Regions from separate parts of the Mus musculus genome. Here region 1 is linked to region 2. The links are chromatin contacts, called in public promoter capture Hi-C maps. All regions are on one chromosome and are shown on one strand. The core of a region is the stretch at or near the end of the contact, and the rest is flanking DNA. Distances in the headings are between cores, read along the strand shown. Region 1 overlaps Mxi1 (MAX interactor 1, dimerization protein). Region 2 overlaps Add3 (adducin 3 (gamma)).

The links. Capture Hi-C pulls out chosen DNA fragments and counts their contacts.
Region 1: a contact with region 2 is called in a promoter capture Hi-C map of liver. The contact joins two enhancer-like sites. A contact is called at or near these places in 1 of 39 promoter capture datasets (embryonic stem cells), 3 of 115 datasets of contacts at active chromatin or transcription factors (bone marrow-derived macrophages, microglia and pancreatic cancer cells) and 3 of 9 other capture datasets (adipose tissue, liver and pancreatic islet).

What each region holds. Positions count from the first base shown.
Region 1 is chr19:53,337,735-53,345,568 of GRCm38.p6, forward strand. All of the region lies in intron 2 of Mxi1 (MAX interactor 1, dimerization protein), which reads left to right. Among named protein-coding and RNA genes, the nearest start is that of Gm30541, 15 kb to the left of the region's middle. Within about 2 kb of position 6,402, at least 9 of the 459 cell types and tissues checked have an H3K27ac peak or open chromatin away from gene starts, as enhancers often do. A contact at or near this core is called in liver and pancreatic islet, where this site is marked.
Region 2 is chr19:53,176,583-53,183,607 of GRCm38.p6, forward strand. The region is part of intron 1 of Add3 (adducin 3 (gamma)); the gene reads left to right. Among named protein-coding and RNA genes, the nearest start is that of Gm52402, 29 kb to the right of the region's middle. Within about 2 kb of position 5,024, at least 79 of the 459 cell types and tissues checked have an H3K27ac peak or open chromatin away from gene starts, as enhancers often do. A contact at or near this core is called in liver and pancreatic islet, where this site is marked.

The DNA of each region.
Region 1 (7,834 bases), core at 5,152-7,651, 160 kb after region 2:
CTGGTACTGTTAACTATGGCTGGGTAAGTCATAGGCTCGGGAAGAGAACTTCGGACTGTCATTCTGCTAACTGCACATCCTTTCAACCCTCATCAAAGATGCTTCTTTTTACAGTAGATGGTGATCAACACAGAGACCCACAACTGGATTGTATACGGAGAATAAAGAGGCCGGAGTACTCCACTCTAAATGGGACATCTGTATCATATCCCTGAGGGTCACAGTAACCATCTCAGAAAGGATGGGCAGAAAAAAAACTGTAAAAGCCAGAGGTAGTAGACATCCGCAGATGACATATCATGGTGTTGGCTGTGACCGTGTGCACAAGACCCGCACAGGATCAAGCTAGCCAGAATCTCAGAGCAGACGGAGGAAGGGCTCAGACGTCCCACTCCTGAGGAGCTATCGTCCCTGCTAGGGGAAGAAGTCCATTGTCCTCGGAGATTCTGGTGCTGAGACGCCACCCATACTCTAGTAGATGGTCCCACACCCATGCACAAACAGGTAGCAGTAAATGGATCTGGTGGACATTAAATTTAAAAACGAAAGAAAGGCACATGAAGTTGTGAGGGGGAGGCAGCAAGACTGCAGGGCAGGGGTGTAGGTGGATTGGATCAGCACATTATATGCAGGTATAAACATTAGAGCTTTTAATGACAAGCTGAATTTAAGATGTGTGTTCATCATGACAGTCTGGAAGAGGGGACTGTGATCTGAAGAAAGATTTCTTACCAGCAATGAGGCAGCACTGTCTCCTTTCTTTTTGATGCACTTCATTATTTTCTTCTGGTGAGGATAGATTTCCAAATACTAATCTAATGAAAGAGATTCGTTTGATAGCATGGCTGACAAACTGTGTTTCCAGATACAATTTTTGGCTTAATATAGACCTAATGTAATTGAAGCGTGCATTATAGAACCTCGTTCTCTTCTGTCTCTTGGTGTTTTTTTTTTTTTTTTTTTTTTTGGTTTTATGGTTTGATTTCCTGTTGTGCTAATTTGCTTTCTGTTGCTATGATTAAAACACCATGACGGAAGCGCCGTGGAAAGGGTTAACAAGGTACAGTCCGTGGTCAGGGGAAGTCAAGACAAGAGACTGAGTCAGAGACCATGGAGCACACTGCTCACTGGCTTGCCCAGCTCACTTTCTGCAGCCCAGGATGGCCTGCTTAAGGTTGACACAGCTTACAGGGGGCGTGGCCCTTCCACATCAATCACTGATCAAGACAATTCCCCACTGACTGGCCTCCAGGCCAGTCTGATGGAGGCATTACCTCAGTTGAGGTTCCCTCTTCCCACATGAACACAGTCTGTGTCAAGTTGACAAAAACAAACAATGTAACCAGTCAGCCAACCAGTCGACCAACCAGCACATCTCTAAAAATGTTGGTACATTCGGAATATGTATTTACACAGATACACTGTATTTCTATTCTCATGAAACTTACTAGCTAATGAAAGAAATAAGCAGCTGTGTTTCTATTCTCATGAAACTTACTATCTAATGCAAGCCTTTAATCCCAGCACTCAGGAGGCAGAGGCAGGTGGATTTCTGAGTTCGAGGCCAGCCTGGTCTACAAAATGAGTTCCAGGACAGCCAGTGCTATACAGAAAAACCCTGTCTCGACAAACTTAAAAAAAAAAAAAAAAAAGAAAGAAAGAAGCAACATAATTTATTATTTCAAACTATGATGAAGTTCACAACAGGAAAAACAGAATCCAGTGAGTCTATAACAGGGCGTGATGATTGGTCCCTGAGGGAGCGCTTCATGGTTCTGAGCCTATTATAACCTTTCACTCTTAGAAAGTTTTCACACAAGGCTGTGTTGTATGCTGACTTCGTTCCCTCTCCGTCCCTGCCCACCTTCCCTTTGTTCCCCTAGACGGGTTCACTTCTACTCACGCCGTATATAGTAATTTCATGTGTCTGTGTGTATATGTGCGTATCTGTATATACAGTGTATAGCAGCTACAGGATCAAGGGAAGCCACACTGGGGGTTCAGAAACTAGTCCAGTTAATGCGATGTCTGCAGCTGTGTCTGTTTTCCTGTAAGAATTCCATTTTTCTTTATGCCCCAAGAAATTCTATTGCTTAAGTGGTTTTTTTTTTCATGTTTGTCTTCAACATCTTAAGTTATTGGAGGATGCTCTGCTCTGCATATGCAGTAGTTTATTAAGCCAGTTGTCTTGATGACATTCAGATTAGCCTAAGGTCTCACGTGTCATTCCAGGCAGAGCTGAATTCTGCTGTACCTTTGTTATTTCATGTTTGTTACAAACATGAAGACTTAGACTTGTGTGACAGAGGGCACATTCAAGTGGGCACAGGCGGGTCTGTATTACCAGCACTGGGAAGGCTGAGGCAGGGGGATTGTGAATTTTAGGCCAGCTTTGGCTACATAGTTAGACCCTAGCTCAGAAAGAAAAGGGGTGGAGGGTGGGGCAGGCTCTGTCTTATAAAAAGAGCAATAATTATAATTTGCATGTAACATGATAGCTGTGCATTTATAAAGTCTGTAACGTGTATCTCTTACTTTGATTTCAGAAAATTGTCTGAAGTGGATTCTCTTCCTCTTCTTCCTTCCCTCCCCCTTCTCCTCTCCCTCTTTCCCTCTCCCTCCTCCCCCTTGTCATCCTCCTCTCCCTCCTTCCCCCTCCTCCTCCTTTTTCCTTCAAGAAATTAGACTTGTAGTTCAGGCATTCCTAGGTAGAACTAGAGGATGAGTTAAAGACCTAAGACTTGTTACTCTAGGGTAAGCAAAGACGTTTTGGTAATAATTTACCTGGAAATTAAAGGCTGAGCAGCCCAAACTTAGATTCTGTGTGGTGTGTCAGTGCTCCGCCTTTCTGTCAGACACCTGGATCACGTGGTCCAGGGCTGACGTCATGGTACTGCCCACCAGTGCTGTTTTAACCCTTTGTGGTTTATTTTCTTTTTCATTCGTGAAAACGCTGTCTTGTCCTTAGTGAGTCAAACTTTGATAAAGCTGCAGCTGGTCTCTCATTGTGAGCTCAGTTTAGGAACCAGTCTAGTGAATCTTTGCAGACCCTCTAAGGAAAGAAACTTACTGCATAGGGTCAGTGTGCAGTAAGTTTGCCTTGATATTAAGAAGAAAAGTGAATTTTCAGGTGTTTGGTTATGACTCCCCACCATTGTCCTGCCAACACATAGAATTAAGAGATCCTGCCTTAGTCCCTTCTATGTATAGGTCAGTGTGAAATGAGCGCAGATGTAAGGGAACTTTGTAATTTTAGAGTATTTATATTTCCAGTGTAGATACTCAGTAAACACTGAGTATTGTGGTGTACACACGCAAGCTCACAGAAATCAGATTTTGGTGAGCTGTTGACACTTTATTGAGAAGACTGGTGGGCTTGGTTAACTGCTTTATGTGAAAGAAGCAGGGCTGGTGAGATGGCTCAGTGGGTAAGAGCACCCAACTGCTCTTCCAAAGGTCCCGAGTTCAAATCCCAGCAACCACATGGTGGCTCACAACCATCCGTAACGAGATCTGACGCCCTCTTCTGGTGTGTCTGAAGACAGCTACAGTGTACTTACATATAATAAATAAAAAAAGAAATTTAGAAATGTTTAAAAATCTTTCTGATGTTTATTTTATTTTCAGCATGTGTACTCATTAGAAAGAGGTTTGTTGTTGTTGTTGTTGTTGTTTTCTTCCTTTTTTAAACTTTGAAATCTGAGGCAGAGACAAGAAGATTCTAGGGGCTTGCTGGCAAGCCATTCTGGCCAAATTCCAGTCAGTGATAGACCTTGTCTCAAATGGAAGTTGAGGAGTGATTGGGGAAGGTACCCTGTGTCAACCTCTGGCCCTCATGTGCACATATGCACACGCATACACAGACGGACAGACAGACGGACTACTCACAGTCTGAGACTCAGGTTACCAGAAGTAGCTGGGAACATTACTTACCTCATTTCCGTGGGGGAAAAAAAAAACAAAAACAAAAAGAAAAAGAAACTTGAGGGAGGGAGAATTTATTCTGGTTCACAGTTTGAGGTTCAGTTCATCACGGTGGGGAGACGTGGTCTGAGCAGTGAGTCACGTGTCTGCAGGTAGGAAGCAGAGAGATGAGTAGAGTGCTCAGCCTGCCTTCTGTTTGTGCTGGTGAAGACCCCACCCACGTATTGGGACCACAAACACTTAGGGTGGGCTGGCCTGACTCCATGATTTCTTCTAGGTGATAGACGTGCCTGGGGATTGACACGTGCTAGAACCAAGCCCAAGGTGGTTCTAGATTCTGTCACTTGACAATGAATAGAAACCACGCTGAGTGACGTGTTTTCTCTTTAATCTTTCAGCAAAACATTTACCTACTAAATACCAGTGTGTGGCTCCCATTGTGGCCACGCTCATAATCATAAGACCCGGGTGTTAGTGTAAGTGTAAGAAGACAGAGGCGCAGCAGTCCTTGAAGATGAAGGTGTCTTCCCTGCTCACTCACTCACGCTCACATATGAATGGTCCTGGCCCGTTATTCAAAGTCACCGCAAAAGCTGGAAGCAGTTGGCATGCCCACCAGCCAATCAGGCTAAGACAGGGATGATCATACGGCCGTGGCTGTAATCACTGTCTTGGTTGTGGGTTTTGATTTTATGGGAAAACGTACAAGAAAAGTTTTCAAAATTCAAAATTTATCATCTTTTATGTCTTTTACTGCCTTTTCCTCAAAATATTAGCTATATATTTGGTGGAAACATAGACAGAAAATAACCTTTAAAAAAGAAAGACCTGGGTGTGGTACATAAAGAAACAATAAAGAATAATAATATATAAGTATACTTGGAAGTTTTGCTCCAGTGATTCTCATAGTTTTCCTTGTCAACCCTTTTTGGATATAGACTTCAGAGAACCCCCCTCACCCCACTTATTTATATATATATGTGTGTGTGTGTACATAAATATATGTATATACTTATACACATATATATTATATACAATATTTTATATATTCTATTTCATACATATGTTATGGGTTACACATTAAACTTTATGTTTCAGGTTAGAAAATACTTCTCTAGCTTCATAGATTATGTTCACTTTGTTGTCTGAGAGCAGCATTCATTAGGTCCGTGAAGGGTTAGAAAGCAAATGGAAGAAAAACATAAGTAGTTGAAGATTGGCTTATTAGTTAACCAGGATATGTCTTCCCCAGTCTGGTAACAGGCTTCTGTTTTCCTTTCTTGGCAGTGACACTTCTGAGTCACATGTGACCATTTTATGCAGGTTTGACTCTCCTGTCTGTCCTTTAAATACACCCTAAACATACGAGGTCGAGTGACATTGTAGTCAGAAAACACAGGGGTCTATGTCAGAAAACGGTGCCCATTCAAGCATGGGGTACATAGAATGTCTCTCTTATTAAAGAGTTGTTACTGATAAAGATTACCCATGATTCAGTGCTCTTTGAAAGAGACGTTTTTCTGTCCTTGGAAGTCAGTTAAGCAGAGAAGAGGTGTGTGAAGGGGAAAGAGTTTTCCTCACTGATGTTTGCTCGCAGAGCTGCATTCTGTTACGGAGAGTGTGTTGGTGTGCAGTGGATTCATCTACTCATTTATTCTTAGCATCACTTGAACCACTGTATCTCTGTACACATCCGGGTGTCTTTCTCTGCCTCACACTGCTGGACCTTGCACCGTCTGCACAGTTGGCTAAATGACCAAATGGCTTTATCACTTGTCTTTGGGTTTCTCTTTTTCCTTGTTACGATTATTTCTCTCTTTCCGGGTGAATTTCTCGGGTTACTGAACACCCATCAAGTTGTCTTATGTAGTATATTTAACAGTGTTTAGAGTAGTATGTTTTCAGTTTTTGGGTTTTTGTTTTTATGTGATTATTGGAGTTGGAGAGACGGTTCAGAGTGCTGCAGAACTCCGGGGTTCGAGTTCCAGCAGCCAGGTGGCAGCAGGTGATGGCTTGCAGCTCTCCGTAATTTCAGTTCCTGGTGATCCAGTGTCCGTTTCCAGCCTCTGAAGACTCTGGGCACACAGGTGATATCCAGGCAGGCAAAACACCCATATACATAAAATTAAATAACAAAACAAAAAAACCAAAAACCTAGACCTGTAGTACAGCCTGTAGTTCTAGCATTCGGGAGGCTGATCAGGCCTTTCAGGTCAGGCTGGGCTACACAGTGAGGCCATGCCTCAAAACAATTAGGACCTCAGATTTCCTGACTGCGTGTGCCGGGTGCGTGTGCATTTCCCTCGCCTCAGGTTCTCACTCTAACCTAGCAAGGCATGATGATATTTGAGTTTTACAAATTAGGAAGCTGTGAACCAGGTTAAATAGTCTGTCCCAAAGCCACACAGCTGGTGTGAGTGAGAGGCAGTTAGTACTAAGCGCAGGCTTTTGCTCTATGACACTGTTGTCTGTGTGACTTCTGAGTGTCACCACGCCTTGCCGTTGCTTGGGACCTCACAGCTCTGCCTGCTTAACCTATCCCTTCTAGTTGGAATAACCTTCGGTCGGCTCCAGACCTTACTGAAACCAGCCATGCCTATCATTTAAGCCCCAAATCATAGCTACCTCTGCCCCAGATGTTCTCAGTAGCTCCAGGGAGAAGCAAACCCCGTGACCCTTGCGCTCCTGAGACAGTTGGATTTTCCCATACGAACTTATTTTACCTCTCGTCATAACGACTCCTATACGCGTGTGAGTTTGCCAGCCGGCCGGCCGCTCTCCCGTTCCTTGTTGTCTTAATTGAGTGTTGAACACCGAGAGCGTTCAGGGTGTGCTGACTTCATAGTCTACGGAAAAGCTAAGCAAAGTAGGAGTAAACACTGGAAGAGCGAGGACTGTGGGAATCAATAGTGTGTTTGCAAAAGGGCTGGGGCACGAGCGGTATTGGGGGGGGGGCATTGGTGTGTTTGCGACCGTTGTGTTTCTTGTTACTTGGGAATCTTGTTAAAACCTGTGGTGGCGTAACTAGATGTGTGTCATGCATCTCCTACGTCACTGAAAAGGTTCAGAGTCTTAGCCTTTTTTTTTTTCCTTAATAAGACAAATAATAAGAGTGTTCAGGAGAGGCAGGAGGGGACCTGCTGTTTTAATTTTGCTCACAGTGGTGGGCCCGATTATGCTCTTTTGGTCCTAGCTTTTATAATAGGTTCAGGATAATGTTGGAATTCCACCGCTGGTTATTGTTGAACGTCTTCTCCTTTGCATTTGTGGAGATCCGTGGGATTGCCAGATAGTTTAGAATAGGTTTATGATGAACTAGCATGTGTTTTTCTATAAACATGTCATGGCTGTGGATCAGGTACTGTGGACTTTCTTAGAGAGAGAGCATCTCTTACCTGCTGTCAGTTTTAGAGAAAGGCAACTAAACCCAAACTTGCTTGCCAGGAGGGCACAGGAAATCTCACTGTTAATTTTGAAGGATTTCTTTAATCCCTGGGGGCCGCTGAGATGGCGTTTGCTGTGTAAACCCGGCGGCGTGAGTTCAGCCCCCAGAACACACGTAAAGGTGGACAGAGAAACTCCTCCGCGGAGTAGCTCTCTTACCTCCATCTGCACCGTGGCGCGTGTGCGTAACGTGCGTGCTCACAGGGAGACACACGTGTGAATACTAAAGGTGAATAAGTGACTAAGTATGCCATTGTCCTCGCAGACTTCTCTGCTTGAGTGTCTCACACAAACGAAAGAAAACAATCCACACGTTTAATAAACAGACCGGTAGAAGCTTCATTGTCAGTTATTGCACTTTAAGCTCTGAGTTGCTAAGCTACAGATTGCATGTTTCTATAGTTTCTTCTGCCTGAATTGTGCATACATTTGCTGCTCATTTGGCTGAAGTCTTGAGACATCATAA
Region 2 (7,025 bases), core at 3,774-6,273:
TCCGATGGTCAGTGGTGTAAGAAAACACTCGGCTATTAACAATTTCCAGTTCTTTCCCCAACTGTTTCTTTGGTTGTATACATCTTCTGATGCCTTTGTTGATTGAGATGGAGTGTGGGTAGCAATTGCATGTCCTCAGGTTATGGCATGCACTCCTTCAGAGTCTCAGTTGTCCCTTCAGCCCCTTTCATAGCCCACACCATACTCTGCTAGTTGGATATTCTGCAGCAGCTCACCTACCTGCACACGCAGTAGATTATACTGTTGGAATAATTGCCAGGGACTTCCCTCAATAGTGGCTCTAGACAATTCTCCTTTTAAAACAATGGAAGAAAGCAATTTTACTACTCAAGTGGTACTTTTGTTTTTGCTACTAGATCTTTTATCCCTGGGTTCATACGTTAGATAAATATATTCATCAAACTTAAAAAGGAATGTAACATGAGTTGACTGTGTATAACATGTCTTAAGACTTGGAGTGTATTGTTTGGCTAGCAGTGTACTTTAATAAAGACTCTTAGCTGTCTTAGAATTGGAGGTTTTGTAGGTTATTTTTACATATAATGTTAACCTTTTCATTAGGTTGGTTTTTCTTAAATTAAAAAAAAAACTTCATATATGTGTTCTGTATCTGCATCAGTCCCCTCCCTCCAACTCATGTGTCCTGCCCCCCAACTCCTTTCTAAATTCGTGGCTTTTTTTCTTTATTTTATTACATGTATATGAATAAATATGTAAATACATCCTACCGAGTCCATTTAGTGTTTCTTATTAGGTTGTTTTCTACAATTACATTCCTTTTTAAAAATTTATTCATTTTATGTATATGAGTACACTGTCGCTCTCTTCATGCATACCAGAAGAGGACATTAGATCCCATTATAGATGGTTGTGAACCACCATGGAGTTGCTGGGAATTGAACTCAGGACCTCTGGGAGAGGAGTTAGTGCTCTTAACCACTGAGCCATCTCTCCATCCCTACCAGTTACATTCTTTTAGACATGTGAATGAGATATAAAGTATTTAGAATATTCTCTGACAGTGCATACTGGAAACAGTATAATGACTGTTAGCATACATAGTGTAAGTATTTGTCATCTCTCTGAGACAGAGGGTGGTGACATTGGCAGGGCTGGGCAGTGGCCTCTCACAGGTACTGGCTAAGCACAGGCTCCATGTGCCAGAGAGGGGCTGACTCCCTAGAAAACTTGTATGACGTCAGGCTTGCCTGATACAGCAGCCTTTAGAGTTATATAAATTAGATAGTTTTATTTAAATGAGATACTCTGAAGAGCCCTGGCTGCTCTTTCAAAGAACCCGGGTTTATTTTCCAGCACCCACATGGTAACTTACAACTGTCTGTAACTCCAGTTCAGGGGATCTGAACCTCCTTTTTTGGCTCCGGTTGAATCAGGCATGTATGTGTTACCCAGACATACATGTAGGCAAAACACCTACACAAATATAAAATAATAATAAGTTTAAATTTCTTTTTAAACATTTATGGAAATGTAGAATTTATGAGATAATTTTGCCTTATAGAGTACTTTTTTTTTGGTTTTGTACCCTTTAATTTTAATATTATTAATACTATTTACTTCGGGACTGAAAGATTCCTAACACTTAAAAAGACTTTAAATTTACAGTTGTGTTTGCATTGCATGTGAATGTATTTGGGTGCTATATGCCACGGTGCATGTGTGGAGCACAACTTGAAGTCTCTCTCCACCCTTTGGGCCCTGGGGAGTAGACTGAAATCTTTTGGTTGTTAAGCCCCTATTTTTGCTGGCCTTCCTCCCGTTATAACAAAAACAGTTTGATTTGTGTTTGATTCTTTTATTCCTACCGAAGGCTAAAAGTGTTGCAGGATATTTGCTCACACCACAAATGCTGAGATTGTGCTGTTTACTGGGGGAAAAAAAGTTTCTTGTTGTGGTATGGCTCAGCCCTTAGTATACACCTTTAATCTCTCTGGCTGGAATATAGACACACCCTTGGTACACACCTTTAATGCCAAACAATAAAGGTAAAGTCAGTTTGTAGAAGGAAGCACTCGTGGTTGAAAGCGATGTCTAAGTGAGGGGCAAACAAAGTGATGAATCAGAAGAAGATTTGTGAGATGCCCGACTCTCACAGGAGCAGAAAGGGAAGCTACTTAAGAGAGCAGTGCACAGAGGGCGGATGTCGGGCGGTCCTGGGAGAGTTACCAGAACTGGGCGGGCGGAAAGAACAAGTGCAACCCAGCGCTCAGAAAGAACTGGAAAGGGTGAGGTCGTTCAGCGGCAAGTCTCAGCATCTGAAAACTCTGGAGGGCTAGATGAGGTGGTAGAGTCCAGAAGCTTCCCGGACAGCCCAGGTTAGCAAACAGGCATTAAGCCTTGGGGACAATTGTATACGGGCAGATAAAAGTTACTATTACATAAAAAAGTAATTTTAATGAACAGAATTTTAAAAACTTGTTATGTCCTAATTTTATCATGGAAGTACCCTTATGTACTTCATGTGTGCTAACACATCCCATGGTGACTATTCGGTCATCCCTTTGAGTACACCAGATGTTGCACAGAGACTGCAGAAAGGGCGAGCTTCCTGGCCCTCCACAGAGCGTGCGCATGAGCCTCCGCAGCGAGGAAGAACAGTTGCTGTTGTCACTAGCAAGTGACTCACTCACACTCAGAACACTGTCCTGTATCAAGGGACCTCTCTCCTTTGGTGTGCTGAGATCAGGAGAATGGAGAGGATGTTTTAATTATGTGTTTCCTAAAATTGGGCACTGTGCTCTAGGACTCAGCATGGGTTTTCTGTGGCATAGCCAGAAGCTTAAAATACTGACACAAGTATTTAGTCCCAGCACTTGGAAGGCAGAGGCGAGTGGATCTATGCATTTGAGGCCAGCCTGGTCTACAGAGTGAGTTCCAGGACAACCAGGGCTACAGAGAGAAACCTTATCTTGAAAAACCAAAAAATAAAAATAGGTTAAAAATGAAGCTGCAATCTGTGTTCACCCCAAGGTTTTCGTTTTAATGGTGGCTGCAGCAGTGGAACTTTCGTTTTTAAGACTGTTATCTGCATTTTCATTAAAGTCTGGACACTGCTCTGATGAGTCCCACACAGTGATCACATGAAAGAGAACAAACTTGTTTCTGAGCCCTGTGAAGGCAGAGGCTCGTTCCCCAGGATGCCACCAACACAAAACTGTATTCCTGGCATTCAATAGAAAATATAAGTATACTCGCTAAAATGAAAAATTTAAATAGTTTTAAAAGAATCTAAACTGAAGCTAAAGTATTGATGAAATGTATGTGTGCATGTGTAGAAAATTTGAACCCATATAATCAATTTTAAAAGGTATAGATTTGGGCTGGAAAGACACATCATCTCAGAGCACACTGGCCTCCTGTTTCAGATGATCCGGACTCAGTTCTCAGCACCCACATGGCAGCTTACAACTGCTGTAGAGTCCTCTTCTAGCCTGCATGGGCAACAGGCACACACATGGTACACGGCCACACATGAAGGTAAAGCACCCAGACACTTAAATAAAATGTAAAAAAGATAGTGTTTCATGTTTTTAAAAAGCTGAAGGGAGTAGGAGGGAGATGAGAGTAGGAATTGTGTATGGTTAAAGGCATGTTATGTGCATGGATGAAATTATCTAGGACTTTAAAAATACATAGAAACCTTGCGTGACTATAATGTAGAATTACTGGTGTTGATCCCTTCAAGCGTGTTTGTGCTTGAGATGAAGTGGCCTCCCCCTGAGGCGACTGTTCAAGTCTGTGCTGTCTCCCCCTTCAGGAAACTTTATATACACTCTTTTTCTTTTTCTTTTTTTTTTTTTCTTTTTGTCATTTCCACCTTGCTATGAATTAGGAAGTTATCACTTTTCTATGAAAAGGAAATGTCCCAGCAGTTCTGGCACTTGCTGCGAAAGAGGATGATCTTGGAACAGCCTTTTCTTCCTGCCATGTATCCCATGCTGCTGCTCCTTCCCCGTGCTGCTGCTCCTTCCCCGTGCTGCTGCTCCTTCCCCGTGCTGCTGCTCCTTCTTGCCTTGTTGTCTGTGAGTCGGTGACTTCGTTTTTCGGGGCTAGCTGTTTGTGTATCAGATCCACACTGGTGCGTCCTGCAAGGACTCGTGCAGTAGTGGTCTGCTGCACTCTGAGGTAAAAAGGGAGTTGGGAAAGACACTGAAAGAAGAAAGAAGTATTTACAAGTATTTTTAAGGCATTTCCTTAAAAAATGTCCACAACTCTGTGTCTTCTAAGCCTGCCTGTTTGTGCACACGACTGTTTCCTGTGTGTGTGTGTGTGTGTGTGTGTGTGTGTGTGTGTGTGTGTGTGTGATCACACTCCTGCCCATGCACTTGGGGTCTTTATGCACGCAAGCAGATTGTTTCTAGTATTCTAAATTCCTTCTAAAGGGGCGCTGAGGAGTACTGGTCTATATCACTATCAGTTATCGCTGGCCTGGCGTGAGCACCTTTTGCACGTGTTGCTCTGGTGCCTAGAACACTGTGTCAGTGTTTCTTTGCTTGAGTGACTTTTCTTTGAATGTACTGTTGTGGGACATGTGAGTTACAAAGCATTTTAATTCCATTTTAACTCCATTGCCTGGGATCTGGCTCAAGTCTGTGAGTCACGTCAAGGTCTGTGAAGGGCAGAAGGAGAATTCAGATTTCTAAGTTAGACTGTTGCCACGGAAACAACTTGGAGAAGAGGCAGATTATGTAGTGTGTGTCCAAGTATGCATGGAGGAGCTAAAGCTACTTGGCCGTGCTTGCTACCGCCTGTTTGTTCTAATAGCACAGCAAACACACCAGACCCTTGGGGCTCTCTATGTGAGAACAAGGTAACTAGAGGCTACCTGTGGACTTCCTAAAGATTGTCATTTAGAGACTTGCTGATACTTCATCAAAGAGGCCCGTGTGGGCGGACTGCGAAGGCCCAGGTCAGAGGGTGAGTGTGCGGAAGTCGGAAGTGAGGTCAGTAGAGCCGGGGCTTGGGAACAGTTGTGTGTTCAGATGCTGCTTCCTGCCCAGTGAAGAGAAAGTCCTGGAACCTCGCTCGCTGTTGGCTAAAGAGAGGCCTGTACGCTTGACAGGTCGCAGCTGTGTCCTGTGCGTGGTGTGAAAATGTGTTTGCTTCCCTGGTCAGTTAGCTTTTTTGCTTTCCTAATACATTAAAGTTTATTCCAGTGCTTCATGGAGCAAGAGGCTGGATTTGTGCCCAGACAGATGTTAGTATGAACAACAGCTAAATGGTAGGTTGTAGGCACACACTGAATTACAAATGGGGTTTGTGTGTTGTTAAACTTGAATGTGTGTGCGTGTGCGTATTGGTTTTAGTTTTCTCTGTATAGTCCTGGCTGTCCTGGAACTGATATGTAAACCAAGCTGTCCTGGATCTCAGAAATCCACCTGCTTCTGCCTCCTGAGTGCTGAAGTTAAATATTCATTCCATGGCTGGCTTTAAAATTTAATTTATATGTCATATTTTAAAGCATATGTGTTTTTCCCGCATGTATATCTGAGCACCATATGGATGAAGTTCCAGTGGAGGCCAGAGAGGGCATCGGAATCTCTGGAACTGAGTTGTGGAGAGTTGTGAGCCTCCAAGCGATGCTGAGAACTTAATCTGGGTCCTCTATAAGAAAGAGCAGCCAGTGCTCTTCACTTCTGAACCATCTCTACTGAATTTTCTCTTTCTTTTTCAAGAAAATGTTTCTCTGTGTTGCCCTGTCTATCTTGGAACTTGCGCTGTACACCAGGTTAGCCTCAAATTCAGAGATCCACCTGCCTGCCTCTCTCTCTCTCTCTCTCTCTCTCTCTCTGTCTCTCTCTCTGTATATTTCTCTGTGTGTATCCCTCTGTCTCTGTCTCTCTGTATATCTCTCTGTGTATATCTTTCTTTCTCTCTGTCTCTCTCTCTTTCTCTCTCAAAATACAGGGTCTTACTATGTAACCATGGCTGTCCTGGAACTCACTATGTAGACTAGGCTACCTTTGAACTCAGAGATCTGCCTATCTCTGTCTCCTAAGTGCAGGGATTAAAGGCATGCGGCACCATTTCAGTCTTAGAATAAAATCTTAAAACTAAGTCTCAGAAGTACATGGATGCTTTAGGTTAGGCTACTACATACATGGACCTCCATGCCTAGATTATTTCTGTTTTTTTGTCATTTTTTTTGTTTTGCATGTGTGTGTATATGGATATTTTGCCTATATTGTATATCTGTATCACATTTGTGCCTGGTACCCAGAGAGGACAGAAGAGGGTCTTAGATTCCCTGGAACTGAAGTTACAAACAGTTGTGAGCTGCCATGTTTGTGCTGGGGAATGTACCCAGGTCCTCTAAAAGAGCAGCCAGTGGCCTTAACTGCTGAGCCATCATCTCTCCAGCCCTTTTATGTATTATTCTTAACATTGCGTATTTAGCAGTCTATTTGCTCTTGACCTCAGCTCTTCCTCACTGTGACTTTCTTCCCCATTCATCAGATTGTTTTGTTGAATATAGTTCTAAACTGACATTTAATTCTCACAGAAGTTGGAAGTTTTGTTATTCCTCTTTAGTCTTATTTTGAAGTCTGCTACAAGTGTGTCAGTCTCTTGTAGGTGAGATGTGCCTCTGAGCTTCTGATTTGTTCCCAGCCATGTTATCCTTGACTCTGGCTTCCCCTCATCCCCTCTGTTAGTTCTTTTGGAGTTACGCTCTCCGTTTCATAGCGTGTTTGATCTTGTGTTGTTTGCAGTTCTTGGAGAGGAGGACGGGTTTTGTTTTATGCATACTTGTGCTTTGTCGTTCTGAGTTCTGAAGTTGACAGGGTTCTAGCTATGGGAATTCTTAAGCCATCTATCTCTTTGTTATTAATTATCAATTTTCATTACTGAGGATGGCAGAAGGCTGCCCCTGATCGGGTTAGAACCAGTCTGTTTGAGCACAGCACTCTTCTCGAAAGGAGATTGCTTCCATTTTGCAGGCTATGTCAGATTGCCATGGGCAGTCTGAGACAAGATCCTTCTCT